Regions from separate parts of the Zea mays genome. Here regions 1, 3 and 4 are each linked to region 2. The links are chromatin contacts, called in public Hi-C maps. All regions are on one chromosome and are shown on one strand. Each heading gives the region's core, a stretch centred on a gene start, on an enhancer-like site or on the middle of the called end of the contact. The rest is flanking DNA. Distances are from core to core; before and after follow the strand shown.

Region 1 (2,700 bases), core at 127-2,626, 300 kb before region 2:
CATCACCGCGCGCGTGCACAGCATCCTCCTGTTTGGATGCTTCGGAAAGGAAAGCAGCTTAGAAGAAATTAACAGCAAATAAAACAGTAGTCGTAGCTAGATAAAAACAAGTTTGCCGCCGAAAACAAACACATAAAAAAACGAGAAAACAGGGTGGGAGCTAGGCACGAGAGTCATTTTGGGCACGCATGCATTACACACACACAGGCACACACAGCGGATGTTGGGTGGCCTTGCTGCCATGCCTAGTAGCTGAGGCCTGAGGAGTGAGGGACGCCACAGTGTGCCTCGTCAGTCACTGCCAAAACCCGGCCGGTTCTCTGCGCACCCACCACCAACACGAACACGATCGTGGGCCTGCCGCGGCTTTTTCATCGCCGCGAATGATGGGGGTGGAGGAGACGCGGCCCAACCGGGCCACCGCCTCAGAAGGTGGGTCGCAGTCGCAGCAGCTTCCGCCTGGGCCCCTGCATGCACCGTACCGGTCAGCATGCATGCGATGCGCGCCGCCGGCGCCCCCTCCCCTGCTCTCCTGCTAGACAGTCACTCTTGACTAGCGTCCCAAGACGCCCACGGCGAGTCGGCGACTGAACAAAACAAAGGCACAGCGCCAGCATCAATTACCGGGCGACGATGACACTGAAACTGACATGTCGTCCCAGGGCGGAGCCGACATGGCGACATGTCACACAATCCCCTCCGCCCGGCGCCTTACTCATCGGCCCCGCCCACTAGAAGCGGTCGCGCTCAGCTCAGGCAGTCAGGCCTCGTATTCCCCGGAGATTCTCGGGTCACTAGCGCCTCACCCATCCATCCACAGCCGCTGCTTCTGCTGCTGCCACCGCATGATCGACAGAGCATGGCCTCCCACTAGTGGTAGTGGATGTATATGAAGTAGTAGTACAGGTACAAGTGCCTCGTCAGTCAGCCCACGGATTTTGGTGCATTTGAAGGGTTAATGTTTGTCAGAAATTTTATCTTTTTTAGCTGATAGAGTAAGATAAATTTTACCATAAAATAAAATTTTATGTATAGATGAACTTAGCTGAGATGTATATTATTTTTTTCAGATATTTTCAAAAAAAAAAATAGTAGATTTACACATGATTTGTACCAAAAACGTATTTGCATTCGATATGCTCCCAATAAATATGGCCTAAATAGCAGTAGCGTGTAGTCGTGTATAACAGAACCATCAGACCAGTGCGGCAAACGATTTTGCATACATACACCAGACACCACAGTAGTCACCCTCAAACCATTCACTCAGGGTAAGCACTACGAACCTGCAGGCCGGCCACAGTAAGCAATCTCAAACATTATCCATCCTGTACTACTCCAAAAAAAAAAAAACCGATGCGGGCAGAGTCGCCTGACACAAACATTTTAGGATCGCGCGTCGGCCAGGAAGCAATCAACGGGGAAAGCGCAGGGGCGAAGCCTGACACAGGCAAACACCACGAAACTGAGAGTGGGTCGACCGTGGCGCGCGGACCTGGTGCTGCCGATACACGCCGGGGACATCGAGCGCCTCTGCAGTCGTACAAGCAGGCCAACCAAGCAGCTCTGCAGTCGAGACATGAAGCGAGCCGTCTCCGCTCTCTGGGCGCGCCGCGCCGTCCGCCAAGCCTACCTCTACACCCCCACCGCCGCCACCGCCACCTCGTCGTCGCCTGAGTTTGGGGCGTCCACATCAGAGGCGTGGGACGGGCGTTTCCGGCTCCACAAGCCGCGCGGGCAGCACCTGCTCACCAACCCGCGCGTCCTCGACGCCATCGCGCGCCACGCCGCCATCAGTCCAGGCGACGCCGTCCTCGAGGTCGGGCCCGGCACGGGCAACCTCACCGCGCGCCTCCTCGCGTCCCAGGCGGCGCGCGTCACCGCCGTCGAGATCGACCCGCGCATGGTCGAGGCCGTCACCGCGCGCGCCGCTGCTCTCGGCCTCGCGCACAAGTTCAAGGTCCGCCCGCCCGCCCGCCACTCGCTCGACAGAATGTCTAAAAGGAAAAGCTTGCTGACTGAGAACGACGGTTCCCCCTCCCTCGTGTTCGGCAGGTGATTGCGGGCGACGCCGTGGAGGTAGAGTTCCCGGAGTTCGACGTCTGCGTGGCCAACATCCCCTACGGCATCTCCTCGCCGCTGATCGCCAAGCTGCTGTTCGGCCCCTACCGGTTCCGGACGGCGACGCTGCTGCTCCAGAAGGAGTTCGCGCGGCGGCTCGTGGCCGCGCCGGGCGACGGGGAGTACAACCGGTTGGCGGCCAACGTGCGCCTGGTCGCCGACGTCAGGCTGCTCATGGACGTGAGCAAGAGGGACTTCGTGCCCATGCCCCGGGTGGACTCGTCCCTCGTCGAGATCCGGCCGCGGGGCACCGTGCCAGGGGTCGACGTCAGCGAGTGGCTGGCGTTCACGCGCGTGTGTTTCGGGCAGAAGAACAAGACCCTCGCCGCCATCTTCAAGCAGAAGAGGATGGTCGTTGAGCTGTTGCGCCGGTCGCTGAGAACGGAGAGATGTGCCGGTGGTGTCAGCCTAGGTCCGCTTGAGGTCGACGACAGTGGAGAAGATGACTGTGGGGGAAACGACGATGGCAGCAACAGAGTGGTTGGTTTCAGCGAGGAAGAGGTCGCGGCGTTCAAGGAGAAGGTTGCTGGAGCGTTGGACACCGCCGAGCTCGCCGGCAAGAGGCCATCGAAGGTGTCC
Region 2 (2,700 bases), core at 103-2,602:
CGTATGTACATGAATTAATTTAGTCTTCGAATCAGATTAGAAAAATGTGAATGAGGCTATCGAAAGTGTAAGAAGAAACAAACAATGGAGGATGTTTTGCAAATTTCACACTTAATTCAGGGTCAATTTAGAGTTTCGTTCCAAGGCCACCCCAAATTGCACGCCACTTGTCACTGTTTACTCAGAATATTTGACAATTCTTCTCGCTCCACTCAAAGACACCCACCCACACTCTGGTTTACTCATCAGAATATTTGGCTTAAACAATAGATTTGCCGCGGCTTTTGCGCTCAGGCATTGAATACCGACACCATGTGCTCGCTCGCTAGTCAACAAAAGATTAGAGGCGCAGCGGCAATAGAAAGCGCGAGGAGGCCATGCGAAATTTCCTGGTGTAAAGCAAAGCGTGTGCCCCTAGCAGGCCATGTGGGAAAGGAGGAGCTGGACCCCGGCAAAGACGAGCATGTATTTTTAATATATATATATATCGAATATGAAAAGGACCAGAAATTGTCGTGCTGTCAGAGCAGATCGAAAGCCGAGCGGAGAAAAATTGGAGGAGAGAGAGAAAAAAAATATGAAAGCGACGCGGTCTGGCTGGCCGCTACGTGGACCTGGCGCATGCACCAGTGCACCGAACCCTAGATCTGTCTACTGTCCCGGAGGCTCTTTGGCGGCAAACGGGAAAGACTCAAATACGCGCTCCTTTTTGTTTTTTTTATCTATAACCACTCAAACAGTACAGGGAAGCAACCAAAGTGTAGCCTGGTGTTTGTTGAAATTCATACGTAGCGAAAAGAAGTGTTATGCGTAGAGAGGATGCCACCCGCGTGCTGGTCTTCTATAGTTAACGTGCTGTGCAAATTCTACATTTGGTTATTTAATTATAGGCACTCTTGAATTAGGGAAATTTTTTTACCAAGACAATGAATACCTGGATGTCAAAGCGCATCCTTAAGTTTGACCAAGGGAAGCAACAATCTAGATTAACATGGAAAAAGAACAATCATTCCAACATGAAACCTGAGAGTGGTTCTAAGATTAAGAGAACATTGCAAGCTCAAAACCTGAGTGGTTTGTGTGGAACGCTGAAGCACAAGAAACGTGTACAAATCTCAAAATGTATCTAATCATTTAATAGCACGTACATTGTGTAGCTAGTGTATTTATGTATTTTTTTTATCAAAACCTTTTGCTCTTTAAGATGTTTATCAGTACTCCGTCGACAAAGCTCTGGCAGAAGTTATACGCTAATTCAATTCTGATGTACCAGCAGCAGTCGGCAATAATCTCACCCTTCCATGGACCAAGCTCATCGTCCTCCCGGAGGAGAGAGAAAGAGAGCAGCAAAAGTAGACTGATAGCCGTAGTGGTTGGTGCAAGTCGCTAGGAGAGAGAAGAGATAGGGATAGGAAGAGAGAGTGTGTGGAAGCTAGGGAAGAGAGAGAGAGGGAGGGGAGATGCACACGCAGAGACGCAAGCGATAGAATTGCTAAACAAACAAAAAAAAAAAGGCGAGCAAGAGAGAGAGAGAGAAGGCAGGCGAACCAAACCCCAAGGAGGCCAAGACGCGGACGGCAGCAGGCAGGCAGCCATGCCGCGGTCGCCGTCACCATCGCCGTCGCCATCCCCATCGCCGGAGAGGCGCCAGAACCAGCACCAGCCCGCGCGCCGGAGGGCCGCCGCCGCCTCGTCCCAGATGCTGCTGCTCCACCACCACCACCGCGGCGGCGGCGGCCGCTCGCCGTCGCCGCCGCCCCGCCGCTCGCTCCGCCCGCGCCGCGCCGCCGCCCCCTCCTCCCGCCCGCTCGTCGACGACTTCTTCCCCTTCCCCTCCTCGCCGTCCTCCTCACCCTCTCGCCCCCGCCAGCGGGGGCTGTCGCCGGAGCCGTCCAGCTCCGACTCCGGATGCGACGGTGGCGCCGCCGGCTCCTCGGTCTCCGACCGGCGCCGGCGCAAGCTCAAGCTCGTCGTCAAGCTCTCTCAGCTGCCCCCGGACCAGAATCACCGCCGGGCCCCACTCCCCCCACAGTACTCTGACGGCTCCGACGGGGCTGATGACCTGGCCGGGGACGGAAGCGGCGACGAGGAGCAGGTCAAGCCGCCCAAGAAGCGCCGGATCGAGCCGCGCGCCGACAGATCTCGCCATCGCGAGGTGGGCCATGCCCCCCTGATAAGCCGCCAGCCTTGCCTTTGCTTCACCGCGCAGCTGCTCGCTAACGCTAGATCTGCGCTTCTTCCAGGTTGTTGCTGGTGGTAGGAGCGACCCCGCGAGCGCGCCGCGGACGAAGCGGTCTTCGGTGCCAGGTCCGATTTGCTTTCCGCTTGCTCGGCCTCTGCTTGTTCGATGATTGATTTTTGAGCGCCTTTCTTCGTGGAAATCTTATTTGTTTTTTCCCGCTTGGTGGATTCAGGGACAGCGAGGACGACGCCACTGCCGGACCGGAAGGCGCTGGAGATGATTCTCGAGAAACTTCAAAAGTGCGTGTTTCACACATCTTTGTCGGAAACGCAAGATGGTATTTGTTGCATCAAGTTTTAATGAGCGCGATTTCTTCCCTTTTGCCACTGTTCTATTCCGCAGGAAGGATACATATGGAGTGTTTGCGGAGCCTGTGGATCCAGAGGAGGTAAGAGCCCCAAACCCATACTCATTTGCCATGTTTCTTGGAGTTGCCATTTTGTTTGGTAGGGAGCTGT
Region 3 (2,700 bases), core at 118-2,617, 430 kb before region 2:
TCATGCGCACCCAAGAAAACTTCCTAATCGGTCACACATACCAAATTGCTCCAAGCCAAGCACGCTTAGCTTGGAGGTTCTTTCGAGATAGGCTTCCAAAAAAGAAGATGCACCTTGTTGGTAATGGATACTCTATTAATTCTATTAAGCCTTGGGCCAAGAAATCACCATCGCAGGGGGCCAGGATATCACAATCCACCCCTCTTAGAAGACCGACGTCCTCGTCGGTCAACCATAATCTAGAAACCTTCCCTCTTAGTCAAGTCTGTGTGTCTAGTGTCGTCATATGCCATGACATGTGACCACTCTGGACCCACATGCGCCATGCGCCATATACCCGAACCCCCTAACCCACACACGCCCGTAAAACCGCGAGGGTCGGCTCTGATACCACTTGTAACACCCCGTCCAATCCTGAACCAGCGGTGCTTACTCCTTGCAACTCTCTAGGATCATATATCGTCCCCACAAACCAACACAGGTCTTTTATGCACACTTTGTCCTCACTCATGCGCACCCGAGAAAACTTCCCGGTCAGTTAAACATCCAAAATTGCTCCATGTCAAGCACACTTAATTTGGAGGTTCTTTAGGCTTCCGAAAAAGAAGATGCACCTTGTTGGTATGGATACTCTATTAATTCTATTAAGGCTTGAGCCAGGAAATCACCATCACAGGGGTCAGGATATCACACGGTTCTACTATGTCCAACAAGTAACTTTTTACATCAAGTGTATTCAGATTTCATTTTACCACCAACTGTTACTTGTTCAAATTCAAGACACACATCAGGTTTCAGCTTCCTTTTGCATCCAACTTGTACATCATCATCATTTAAGAATTAAGGCTACGTGTTATGTACCTTCTGATGGTGGAGCTTGAGCACTTGAAGATGGCATTGCATTTGCAGCAGCACTCGTCGGTGTAGGTGCACTTGAGGAACCTCCTGCAGCCACAGCACTTGTCTTTGAGGGAACTTGATGACTGCTCGGCCTCGGGGCACCTTGTGCTTGAGCGCCGGTTCCGCTCCTACCAGCATGCGCCATGGAAGGAGGCAAGGGACCTGCTGACCTGCACAGATTAAATTTATAAATTATAAGTGCTCACTGCTCAACCTGTCACATGTGCAAGGGACCTGCACAGCAAACTGCAAACGCACCTGCGAGACGTGGTCACGTGGCGGCCCTTGCCTGGAGCCCTGGACGCTGGCAGGTTGCGACTGCCGGTGGGGGGCGGCGGCGGATGGTGGGGGCGAGTGCCCTGGACGCTGGCAGGTTGCGGCGGCCGGTGGCGGGAGCAGGATCTCGCGGCCCTGGGGATGCGGCCGGTGGCAGGAGGCCGGGAGCAAGGATGCGCCGGTGGCGGGAGGCCAGGAGCAGGATGCGCCGATGGAGGCTGGAAGCAGGATGCGCCGGCGGAGGGAGTGGGGACTGGAAACGTGGGGTAGCCGGGTAGGTGGCGGCGGCCGGCGGCTAGGGTTGGAGAATGGATCGGCCGATCGGGTTTGCCGTTTGCCTCTTGTCCGGGTGCCGTACTGACACGGTTGTGTGGAGTGGAGGCAAGGCGGCAAGGCGCACATGGGGGCCCTGTACTACGGAAGCGAACGCACAATGTATGCATGCACTTGTGCTTGTGCCTTTTACGGTGAAAACGGTCTAAACACAAAATCATTTATGTTTTCATATTTTTATTTTAAAACGAAATAAAAACGATATCTTCGAAAATAAAAACGACATCAATAATTCAAAAACATCGAAAATTAAATTTGGTATGGAAAACACACCGGTTACAATCGAAGTATAAAATTCATAGATAAAAAACGTAATATGTATCCGCGGTTGACTTCGAAAATTCACAAAAGTCGTACATCCACATAAAATTTAATACTAATATAGAAATATTCAAAAAGTCATGAAAATTAATCACAAATACAAGTGCCATTGTATAAATACATATATTAGCAAGTCAACATAATTGATATTATTATGGTCCTTCAAGTCCTGATGTGAATTAGGATAACTGGATCATTTGATCTGGTCGTACATTTTTGCCATATTAATTTTGTACTCATTCAACAGGTAATAGATTTTTACGTATGTACCGAATTACATAAATATATGTACTATGTAGCATAATTAGTATCGGTATATATTATAAACTGGTCCTGACGAGCTTAAATGCATGGCTTTGGCCTTTCGTGTTGTTTTTTTATCCCTTACTAATACCGTTTTTGCATGGTACGCCACCGTGCCTCCTAAATCCATTTATTTCTAGAATGACTTAGAGAGTAAATTTCATGAGCATTTCTTTTCCCGAGAATATGAATTAGGTTTGTCTGATTCAGCCTTAGTCCGACATTGACGCGAAAAATCGGTTAAAGATTATATCTGGAGGTTTCAGGACACTAGAAACCGATATTTTCGAATCCATGTCGCATAAAAAGAGCCAACAGGACTGCCTTTTAGTGGGTTATTATTGTACTTAATAGACGAATTAGATGGCATTCAGTTCTTTTCAATAGCTCAGCTACACCAACGGATTTTGGCCTGTGAAAGTCGATTTAAAGAGATGCCAAAATCGACTGCCTATATTATACATCTTGTAGAGTGTGATAGTTTAGATTATGAATTCGCATATGTATATACTACTGACCTTGTTTGGCCAACGAAGGCCAACTCTTCTGCATGTTCTTTTTTACAAC
Region 4 (2,700 bases), core at 102-2,601, 410 kb before region 2:
AGCAAGGAAATGATTGACCTCAAAGCACTAGTGAACATTGCAACCACAAATTTGTTGTTTCAAAACAGTAGCTGCCTACAAGGCTATAGCTGATATCATTTTAAAGTTCCCAGCGTCTCAATTTGTGGTATGATAGTTGTTGCCTCCACTGTGTGATACATACAGAAGAACTCAAGAATAAACAAAATATAATGAAGCTGTAGAATAACCTCTTTTGTCAGAATGTTTAAATTTTACATGCACGCCTTTAGGCAACTAGTATAAGATAGCAGGAAGCATGTACATTACTTGGCTTCTTGTAATTAAAAAACAAACAAACAAGCGTTGAAACTGCAAAAACGCAACAACAAAAAAGAGTACCTAGTCAATTCCATATATAGCAGCATAACAGCTTATCCATAAAGATCATCATGGAAGTAATTAAAGATGGACAACAAATAATAGTATAGTAGGTAGACATATTATTGCAGAACACAATTGTCCAAGCACAACAGAGTCCAAAAAAGTGAGATACCAAATGCTAACTTGTAGAAGGAACACATCTCACATGTAAATACATAGACACCCAATTTGTCCTTACAGCGCTTCCATCAGGTATGGACCCATGCTGTGCCACAAGTATCAATTAATACTGTGCCACCGCTGTCACTAGAAGCACAAATCCATGCCTCTGCTCCAAACACAAAACCTTATGGTAACTAATTTTCCGCAGCCATGGAATCAATGAACTGCAACGTCCGCTTGACACTAGAGCTATAATGATTAATAAACAATTCACATTCCAAATTAGCAAGCTACAACAGAACACAAAAAGATATAGTGCATCCTAAAAAAACAGGTCTCTCCGACCCCCAGGGCTCGCAGATCCACGCGGTACAAGAAATGCAAATTCGCGTTGGAACCCTGAGATCCAGCTACATGACAACCCCGAGACCCCCTAAACCGGGAAAGCAATCTCTCAGGCACATCCCGGCGGCAGCCTCGCGTGACATTGAGCAACCAAACACCGCCCAAATCATGCACATTTTGTACAGAACCGAGATGCGCGGGACGAAGAATATCAGATGTCAGAGAGCGGGATCCGGAGGAACCTGCTGCTGCTTGGCGACCTGCTCCTTGAACTTGCTCGCCTGCTTCCTCAGCGCCTCCATCCCTTGGCAGCTCTTCTCGCCCGGACACGCGCGCGCGCGCACGAGCCGGAAGCCGCCGTGGCGCCGTCGCTACGCTACCCAGAGACGAACGGCGGCACAGCACAGGCACCAACCAAACACGCTGCCCGTTCCAAAACAATCACGGACGGCCAGCCAGCCATCGTTCGTCGCCCACTCCCGGCCCACGAAAGCCCAGCCCGTGCTAACGACTAGGAAAAGACACATTTAGAGATGGCAATAGGTACCCGCTACCCGAAACCCGGTGGATTTTTGCTCTATTAGGGCTAGTTTGGGAGCCTCAAACCCGAAGGGAATTGGAGGGGCTAAAATCTTCTCCTTATTCAATTTTGAATAAGAAGGGAATTTTAGCCCCTTGAATCCCCTCCGGGTTTTGGACTTCCAAACTGGCCCTTAGGGTATGGGTTTGGGTCAATTTCTCTATCCATGGGTTTGTTAATGGGTTCAAATGGAAACCCAACGGGTACGTGGGCATGGATTTGTTCTTCCACTACCCATACCCGCAAACACATGGGTTTTTAAAACCCGCCTTAAAATCAACATTCCTTATAAATATGTCTCAAAATATTATTAATTGAATATGTTCTAATTGAAATAAACTTCATGTAATAAATTTTAGGCTAAAATTAGTTATCATTTGTTCCTTTTATGCTAGCTTATTAATGTATTGATTGTCATTTACATGCTGAATTATTTTTTATGTTGATGTTAGTGGGTATGGGAAACCCGTTGGGTACCCGAAACCCGCATGGGTATGGGTTTGGGCAAAATTTTATACCTGTCATGGGTATGGGTTTTTTAGCGGGCGTATTTTTTCTTCGTGGGTATGAGTTTGGGCAAGTAATACCCAGCGGTTTTTACCCATTGCCATCTCTAGACACATTGGTCCTGAACGAGTGGCCCCACGAGGTCCGCCGCTCCTCAGCAAGCCAGAGCCAGCAGCGATCCCCGGCTGACAGTGTCTCACACACAAGCGCGAGAGCAAATTTCCTTATCTTTAAAGCCGGACGGAAACGACGTCTATAACGTTGTCCACGTCGGCTCAAATATTTCTAGACGTCGGATTTCTAATCAACGGCTATATCATGACGACACAGTCTTGCCTTGGACGCATCCTTCTGGTCGGTACTACGTCTCGTCGCCTCCTTTCGCCCCAGCGCTGCAGGTCGTCATGGTCCTCGCTCCCCGCCGTCGCTAGGGGTGCCGCGCGCGCGTCGAGGCCGAGCTCTCCGGGATCTGCGCGGGGATCCTACGCCTCCTCGACGAGCGCCTCGTGCCGGCGGCGGCGACCGTGGACGCCAGGGTCTTCTACCTCAAGATGAAGGGGGACTACCACCGCTACCTCGCTGAGTTCAAGACCGGCGCCAAGCGCAAGGACGCCGCGGACTCCACGCTCGCCGCCTACCAGGCTGCACAGGTAGCAGTTCGGCAGGCAGTCATGGATTGTCTCTCTCCTCTCGCTAAACGAGACTTGTCTTATCTTAATTATTAATACGTACGTATAAAGGACATCGCCGTCAAGGAGCTGCCG

Evidence for each region. A called contact is a pair of places that touch in the nucleus more often than the background predicts.
Region 1: a contact with region 2 is called in a Hi-C map of leaf, with 7 times the contacts expected there. The contact joins the promoter of LOC100192593 here to the promoter of LOC103649249 in region 2. A contact is called at or near these places in 3 of 25 Hi-C or Micro-C datasets (ear, leaf and tassel).
Region 3: a contact with region 2 is called in a Hi-C map of ear, with 2.2 times the contacts expected there. The contact joins the promoter of LOC103647704 here to the promoter of LOC103649249 in region 2. A contact is called at or near these places in 2 of 25 Hi-C or Micro-C datasets (ear and tassel).
Region 4: a Hi-C map of ear shows a contact between it and region 2, with 2.6 times the contacts expected there. The contact joins the promoter of LOC100284220 here to the promoter of LOC103649249 in region 2. A contact is called at or near these places in 3 of 25 Hi-C or Micro-C datasets (ear, leaf and tassel).

The regions. Positions count from the first base shown.
Region 1 is chr2:209,069,677-209,072,376 of Zm-B73-REFERENCE-NAM-5.0, forward strand. LOC100192593 reads left to right here and starts at 1,377. Exons shown (of 2, transcript NM_001350133.1): 1 at 1,377-1,960; 2 at 2,056-2,700. The coding sequence starts at 1,580.
Region 2 is chr2:209,371,762-209,374,461 of Zm-B73-REFERENCE-NAM-5.0, forward strand. It overlaps LOC103649249, which reads left to right and starts at 1,353. Exons shown (of 9, transcript XM_020548573.3): 1 at 1,353-2,155; 2 at 2,244-2,307; 3 at 2,415-2,481; 4 at 2,585-2,630. The coding sequence starts at 1,595.
Region 3 is chr2:208,944,667-208,947,366 of Zm-B73-REFERENCE-NAM-5.0, forward strand. It overlaps LOC103647704 (pre-mRNA-splicing factor ATP-dependent RNA helicase DEAH7), which reads right to left and starts at 1,368. Exons shown (of 16, transcript NM_001361368.1): 1 at 1,159-1,368; 2 at 862-1,070. The coding sequence starts at 1,045.
Region 4 is chr2:208,962,184-208,964,883 of Zm-B73-REFERENCE-NAM-5.0, forward strand. It overlaps LOC100284220 (clathrin binding protein), which reads right to left and starts at 1,352. Exons shown (of 10, transcript NM_001157115.1): 1 at 1,092-1,352. The coding sequence starts at 1,151. LOC103649247 (14-3-3-like protein GF14-A) reads left to right here and starts at 2,255. Exons shown (of 5, transcript XM_008673560.1): 1 at 2,255-2,290; 2 at 2,368-2,586; 3 at 2,677-2,700. The coding sequence starts at 2,255.